Regions from separate parts of the Mus musculus genome. Here region 2 is linked to region 1. A link is a contact called in public promoter capture Hi-C data. All regions are on one chromosome and are shown on one strand. The core of a region is the stretch at or near the end of the contact, and the rest is flanking DNA. Distances in the headings are between cores, read along the strand shown.

The links. Promoter capture Hi-C pulls out the DNA fragments that hold promoters and counts their contacts.
Region 2: a contact with region 1 is called in a promoter capture Hi-C map of hippocampal neurons, with 2.0 times the contacts expected there. The contact joins two enhancer-like sites. A contact is called at or near these places in 1 of 39 promoter capture datasets (hippocampal neurons) and 5 of 484 Hi-C or Micro-C datasets (cerebellum, cortical neurons, neurons and 1 more).

What each region holds. Positions count from the first base shown.
Region 1 is chr17:90,344,874-90,348,949 of GRCm38.p6, reverse strand. The region is part of intron 18 of Nrxn1 (neurexin I); the gene reads left to right. Among named protein-coding and RNA genes, the nearest start is that of Gm32337, 120 kb to the left of the region's middle. Within about 2 kb of position 1,954, at least 7 of the 459 cell types and tissues checked have an H3K27ac peak or open chromatin away from gene starts, as enhancers often do. A contact at or near this core is called in cerebellum and hippocampal neurons, where this site is marked.
Region 2 is chr17:90,434,792-90,438,682 of GRCm38.p6, reverse strand. All of the region lies in intron 17 of Nrxn1 (neurexin I), which reads left to right. Among named protein-coding and RNA genes, the nearest start is that of Gm32337, 25 kb to the left of the region's middle. Within about 2 kb of position 2,627, at least 10 of the 459 cell types and tissues checked have an H3K27ac peak or open chromatin away from gene starts, as enhancers often do. A contact at or near this core is called in cerebellum and hippocampal neurons, where this site is marked.

The DNA.
Region 1 (4,076 bases), core at 705-3,204:
GCAAGGCCAATAATATTTTACAACAGTCTGTTTAGAAAGAATTGAATTTTATTTGTTACCTTATGGATGAGAGACTCTGTTTGCTTTTCATAACAGCTCCTGTTTTAATGTATATTATTTCTAGATCATAAAAATACTCATTGAAAACTTAGATAATACAACAGTGAGGAGAATAAAAGTTAAAAGCAGAATATAATGTACTGTATTTTCTATGCTGTCTAAAATTAAAATCCTATATTTTATGCACACATATTTCTACACATGGGTATATGTATATATACATACATTTGAACATTTATCAGAAAGGTGAACTTTTACTTTCTAATACATATTAATCCATAGTTTGTTCATTTTTCTATGCTGTACTTCAGACACTTAGATTTTCAATAAAATTATCTATTTCCCTTACAATGTCCTATTGCTTTTGTATGCAAAAACTATTTATTGAACTGTTTTCTAATGATGGGTATATAGATATTTAATATAACAAATAACTTTACTTTTTAAAAATATTACTTAAAATATTTTTAGGATGAATAAATTCCTACAAATGAAATGAGTACACCCAACTTTTATTTACTTTTTCTTTTGCTCATTATCAAACTCAGGTCCTCGTGCTTGAAAAACAGGGCTTTCAACTACAGGGCCAGCTCCCTACCCTCTTGTGTTGTATTTGAAATTCAATTCAGCTTCATTATTACTTAAATAGTGAGCTGTATAGAATGAGTTACTTTGTGGATATTTGATTTTAGATTGTTTCTGTTTTAATAGTCTTGTGGAAATGATGTAAGCTCCCTTTTCACTATGGTGACAAACTTTCTCCCTTCTTGGCAGTATTCCTAGAGCAGCAATGGACTTAGGTTGGGTAACAACTTCATCAATCTTATGGTTCTCTTCAATACTAGAAAGAGGAGAGGCAAGAGTTAAATGTCCTGTGGGAACAAGTCCTGTTTCAGTGTATGCCTCTGTGCTCTTCACCTCTCTCACATTCCATAATTCTTAATTTTCCCCCTAGTCACTTCTTATTTCAATCATTGTGTCTTTGGGACTCAAAGCATCACTGGAGCATGACAAGCTTTTAAATGAGTTAATATTGTCAGTGTTATTGTGGTTAATCTTAATATAACAAACGGGATAACAACAAGTGTGTCATACTGTTAAGCAAATCCATAGATGCCTTTCTCTTGATGGCACGCTTATGCAACAAAGTTGTTGATTTCAGGCAGTAGATTACATACAGGGGATTGCTCTTGTATTTTGTGACATTTGATAGTCTCTAACATTTAATTGAGAGAAAGTAAGAAAGGCTAAAAAGATTAATCATGCTTCCTTAAATCTTCAGTTTTCTTCAGTCCTTTGATATAATTATTACTGCTAGGGGTAAAAATGACCTTTGGATATTTGAGAGTATTTCTGACTAGTTTTCTAATTGCATATTTAGTGATTCATGGGTAAAATGTAAACACACAAAGTCTATCAAACAATACTTTCTTTTTTAACTTTAAAAATCATCTTCAGTCGTCCTGGGTTTCACTACTAAAGAGTAAAAGATAAAACATGTAACTATAAAGGTAGATTTTTTTGTAGTACTTAATGGGTACTGAGAATTTTGTGTCACATGTATCATAGTCACTAACATATTCAATGGCATAGCAGATGTTGTTTGCTATGGCAACACATGTTACTGAGCAGCACGGAGTCCCATTTGACAAGTCAGTTTTTATTTTATTTCTTTATCCCCAAACCTTCTCTAATAATTTCACATCTCAATGTGTTTTGATTTGTTAAGCAGCAAGCAGATAAGAGAAACTCTTCTCTGCTGTTTATTTCTAGCAGGTTGTTTGCCTTCAGGATACAAATCCCATGAGATTCTAAAGTAAAATAACTGGGTGACATTCAGTAAACCATGAACACAGATAACTACACAGCTGTCAAATACAAGTGGGTGGGTAGGGGGTTCCTTCAAACAAGTTCTGAAGGTAGCCATGTGGTCAGACCAGCTTAGTAGGAAATTCTGCCAGGAAGCATGTTTGTGGCAAACAGGGTGTTTAATTGTGATGCTTTGTGTACATACCTTCTAGTTGGCTTGCTTAACCAGCAACTTGTCAGCTCGGGTACTCAAGGGAGCCTGAGGGTGTTTGGTATTGCAAGATTTGCTCCCCAAAGGTTAATTCTTTGGGGCTTTCCACAGCCTATTTTCCAACCCTTTAATTGCTTATGTCTGGGAAAAAACACACCTGATATACATTCTAAATCTAAAATAAGGTAACTGTACAGCAAATATATTTTAGAGTCGCAGAAATATGTAAAACTTATTATGGAATATTTTTAAATAGGTTTTTTTTTTTAAGCAAAGATCCTGTAGAGCTATATTGAAAATTGTAAAATTGTAGAAACTGGATACAAAAGGATTTCTAGTCTGCTTTGTGTGGTGAGGGGATTATGTCAACCTGAGATCTAGAATTTGAAAAGGCTAAGTTTCAAATCTCATGAAATCTTCTAGTGCATGAAATCGTCTAGTGGATGTAGGGAAGTTGCAGCTTGAGGGGTTCTGTATATTTCCGGACATTTTCTTTCATAGGATTTGAATAATTCCACTAGGGTCTGTTTAATCGTGTTAGTCTGTTCTTGGCACAAAGATCAATACATACAATCTGTTCCCATCCACACTGAATCAGAGCCTGAAGTGAAGTCCTCTTCGTTTGTACAAGTAAGAGAAAAAAAATTCCCATATAGTAGTAGTGAACACAATGTTTTGCCAGTTCCAAACATTTTGGTGATTCCTGACCTCTAATACGTGGCAGAGGAGCTGGTCAGGTTAGGCTTCCTATGAATATGACCCGTTACCCTCAGCCTGCCTGTAGGAAAATAATCTCAAAGAAATGTTCACATCAGCTTCTGTTCTCTAGTTAGTTAGGGTGAAAATCAGAAATACCTTCATATGGAGGTGTTAGCACGAGAAGTGAACAAACTCTTTGTGTATGTTGTTTTCCATTTCATACTTGGAATAGAAGTATGACAATTGTCATTTTAATATATAGAGATAGATAGATAGATAGATAGATAGATAGATAGATAGATAGGTAGGTAGGTAGATAGATAGATAGATAGATAGATAGATAGATAGATAGATAGATAGATAGATAGATTATAGTTATAGGTAAGCCTTCCAGGACTCCTTTATTCCACAAGCTTGAGGACAAGTAATTTTTGGTAATAGCCTCCTGGCTTTATAAGAGCCATTTTCCAACCTTGAATGCAAATTCCATATCATATGAAATTTCATTAATCCTTTAAGAGATGCAAAGAAAGGCATTGTATGATATGGAAATCTGTATGAATAACATGTAGACCTGTCTATTCACAAAACAATTTATCATCTTTGAGGAGTTACAGAATTATTGTAGGTGCCAGAAAGTGAGATGTGGCCATTTATTTTGGCTAGGCCCTATGAAGAGAGAGATTTAAGACATTTGAATATAGTCAAAGCAGTATATATTACCTTAAAATTCAAACTTGTCTTTTAAGTGTAATAACTATTCATGCATAGAATCAAACATGTGGCCATTGATGTTTGTTTGCTTATAACCTCACAGAGGAACTCAAATATAAGTTAAGTTTCAGCAGAGAAAAGAAAATACAAATACTGCTAATATATTTTTCTTTTAGGCTATTCAAATGTATGGAATATTTCATTTTGTATATGTATAGTAGGTGTCTATAGGAATTTAAAACAATACAGTTTAAATTTGCTAGGTGAGGTCATCAAAGCTCTGGTTTCAAGAGCAGAGAAAAAGACAGGTTTATAAAATTTCTGGTATTTTAAGTCTCTCGATGAGCCTATTCTTCGGGAAGAAAGGGGATTTTACTGCTCTGTCAGCTGCATGTCACTGGAAGTTTCAATTCTATATTGGGATACACAAAGACCAAATGACTTTCTCGGTAAAGACAAAAACAAAAACACATAGTATTGGGGGAGGTTATATTTGTTGTCACTGAACATGCAGCTTATTGCCCAGGTTGAGGCTGTGAAAGGGGGAACACAGTAAAATCTCAAGTGCAACATTCAGAGAGAA
Region 2 (3,891 bases), core at 1,378-3,877, 89 kb before region 1:
GAGGAGGGCAGGCAGTTCCGGGTCAGCAGTGAGGTACAGAAAGCTCTCAGCAGCATAGAGAAGTTTTAGAAAATTGTAGTGGAACAAGCACTGAAACATTAGTAAAGAAAATGTGTTTGCCTGAAAAAGTCACATGGGGGCTGTCCAGCTCATCCTTGCCTCTGACCCTGGCCATAGTGCTGGGTTGTTAGTGTGCCACTAACCTAGATTAGACAACTAACTAGACTGATAACAGAGTTTTTTCAGTTGTTGTTGATTGATTTTTAATAAAATAAGACAATTTAAATATCAAATGTACAAATGTTGACAATGTAAGTCAATGGTAGATTCAGCTTATGTATTTAACTGCATGATAGTACCCAGGTCAAACACAGGACACATCTGCCTTCAGAGCGAGTCTTCCTCGTCCCAACAGCTTTTCTTTCATCTGCTGCAATTAATTTGGTTTGTCTTGAACTTGATATAAATGGAATGGTAAAGAATATTCTCTTTTGTGTTTAGTTTCTTTAAATGGACTTAGTAATTCTGTAATATATCAATTTTGCATTGTATGTATATGCATACATACATACATACATGCATACATACATACATATGCATTATCCCTTGTTTTGTTTTGTTTCTTATTTCTTCTAAGAAGTTGTTGAGGTACCCCACTATTTGCTTATTCCTGTGTGGATGAACATTTGTCTTGTCTCAAGCTTATTGCTACAATAATTATGAACCTTTTAAGAAACATTTTGTAGATGTATTGGCTTCTTTTGAGTGTACAAAGGATGTGTAAGGTCTAGGACACTCATAGGTATGACCTGTGCTGGTTCTGCCCCAAGTTGTCCTGGGGGCCATTGTATGATTTCACACTCTCTTCAATGGCCCATGAGTACCTCAGTTGTTTTCCATCCTTATTATAATATTATTATTATTATTATTATTATTATTATTATTATTAAAACAAATTCTACCATGGGTTTGCTTCAGATCATATTGTGGGTATGCTGGCCTGATATTATATCAGGATAAGCATTATTAGCCAGAATTTCAATGCAAAAATAAGCTTAGGAATTAGATATATATGCCAGAAAGCATTGTTTATTGTATTGTTGGCTTTACGTAATAAAAAGGATAATCATCTAAAATTAACGAACATAGAAAAAACCCACTTTGATAAAAAAAAAAATCAACAACAAAACAAAAACAGAAGCCAAAATCTGATGCTTATGGTGCTCATCTTCAAATACTGCCTCGTCCTGGGAGGTAGGGTTACAAGTGAACACCCACAGGCTGACCCGTAGCAGCCTCTAGGATCCAGGATGATGACTCGCAGCCTCTAATGATCCCATCTCCTCCTCCATTTTTTGCTGAAGCTTGGAGTAGATACCCTGCAATGTCACTTCATGGTGAGGTAAAATCTTAAAAAGTTAAAATACCTACGAAAAGGCTATTTTTTTATGTGTATCACCTTCAGATATTATAAGTGTTATGCAATAATGCCAATGAACATCTGAGGGAGAAAAATATATTTTAAAGTTGAGAAAATATGTCATTTAAAATAATTGCAACTGAAATTTTTTTATAGTTTTGGTTGAAATTGCCAGAATTAATTCAATTTATCTTTTGGCACAATGTATACATTAGTCCACATGTTAAGTATTAATATTGGACTGTAATTATGAATAAAATATTTTAACTATGAGCATCAAATTCCACAATTAGATGTACTAAAATAAAATAGCATGGCTTCTTTCCTTTGTTTTGATGAAAAATGATAAACTGTGTGAGCTCAAGAAGAGGCAGATGCCTTCTTTGCACTTCTTTGGAAAAATATACTCAAACAACAGACCAGACTTTGAAATACTTTCAGCTAAATATATTTCTTCCAGACATTTGTTTATTTTCTTTTTTCTTTTGAAATGCTAATTATTCTTATTTATTAGAGTCTACAGATCATACAGTTGTCAAAAAGAAAAATAACATGTCAACATCTTGGCTTTTAAGCATGATCACACACAGATTATCAGATTAAGCTCAAAATGAAGCATGCCAGAAGTCCAAAATATCAAGGCAACCGTGCATTTTCTGATATTAATTCATACATGGCATCATCACAGAATTGAAGTGGCTCCTCATAAAATAGTCCTGAAATTATGAACAATCAGACCTTTTCTGATTCTGAATTCCAGATCATTATTGAATAAGAGTGTTAGTAATAGTTGCTAGTAATGTGTGCTTTGTGACTATAACAATGAGCTTCTACTTGGGTAAACCTGGAATTAAATTTCAGCTTTGCCTGGAACTGTGGCATCAGACATACTCTGTCAGATATAAAATAAAGGCTGTACTAACCCACCTTCATATGGCATTTGAGTGGATATGTAAATTGCTTTTCATTTATGCAGTAGCATATTGTAATCTCTCTACCCTTCAGTGGAGCCCAGAAGACTGCTATTTTGTAGCTTCTCTGTGGGACTCAGTGGAAAATGGTGCAAATGTCTTTGCTATCCATTCACAGCTTCCATCAGTGCAGGGGACTTGCTGCCTAAAACCTGCAGATCAGGTGTCTTTCTGTGTGCCCTGCCTTTCTGCTCTCTCAGCAGATGGAAGCAGTCTCTAGTCCTACTTTCCAGTGAGTCATTCTTTCCTTGGCACCAATCACACTGAGCTACATTGTTTCATCCTAATTCTGATTGTTCTATCTTCTCCCACTTTCCTACTTTCTCCATCCTCTTGCTCTGCCACCAGAATGCACAGATTCTATTTTGGATCCTCTCCCCTCTGTCTACCTTCTCTTTTATAGATATTTCACCAAGCATTCTCATGTACATTTTTCTGGTCCCAACTGTTCCTGTGGATATTTAAACCAGTGCTGGATATCTTCCACCTGAAACTCTGGGCAGTATTGCACAGTCTAAGAATAAATTGCAAACACATTCCACACAACCAAAAACTTTTCTTATAGGGTCAAACCTAGAAGCAAATGTAATTCAAAACCACCAGCTAAGGACAAGAATGCCAAATGTTAAATAGAGATGGCTATAGCACCTCGGGAGCCATCTGGTTTGAGGAGGAGTGTGACCAAAGCAAGAGGGACATGTAATGATGGATGATTGAGCATCAGAGACAGGCATAGCTTATAGAGCTACTGGCCTTGCTGCTAGAGGCTGTTCAGCCTAGGTTTTTGATGGGAGCTTTGCCAGTGAGTGAAGCTGAGGACCTTCCGTTCCAAGCAAATCAACTCAATGTTTACCCTGTCTATTCACTTGATTCTATTCCAATTAATGAAGGCTTAAAACATTTTAAATTTTTATTTCTATGACCCCACTTCCACTTTATTTTGCAACTTCTCTTGTCTTCTAGATTCTTATAATTGGCGTTTATTCCTGTGCCCTTTGTTTAGAAATTGCCATTTTTCTAGTCTCTGTGCCTCTCATATTCCACTCTGCGCTATTTACCATTTCATTTTAACAATTGATTTCTTCTTCTTTCTGTCAAAGTTACTTTAGAGTTCAAAATCTTTAATCTTATATCCAAAACTATTTTTCTTCTCCCCAACCTCTATTTTTGGGTGTGTGTGTGTACGTGTGCGTATGTATGTGTGTGTGTGTGTGTGTGTGTGTGTGTGTGTGTGTGTGTGCACGTGTACCATGATCTATATGTGGAGGTCAGTGGATGTCAGTTGATAGTATTTTTAGGAGTGAATTTTCTCTGTTCACCACGTGGGTATTAGATACCAAACTCACGTTGACAAGCCCGGCACCAAGTGTTTTGACCTATTGAATCACCTCAGACTTTTCCTAGTTTTCATCATTTTTCCTTATGCACTAGTTAGTATTTACTTCAAAATCATCCCAAAATCTACATTGAACTTATACTTCTTTAATGATTCTGCCAGAA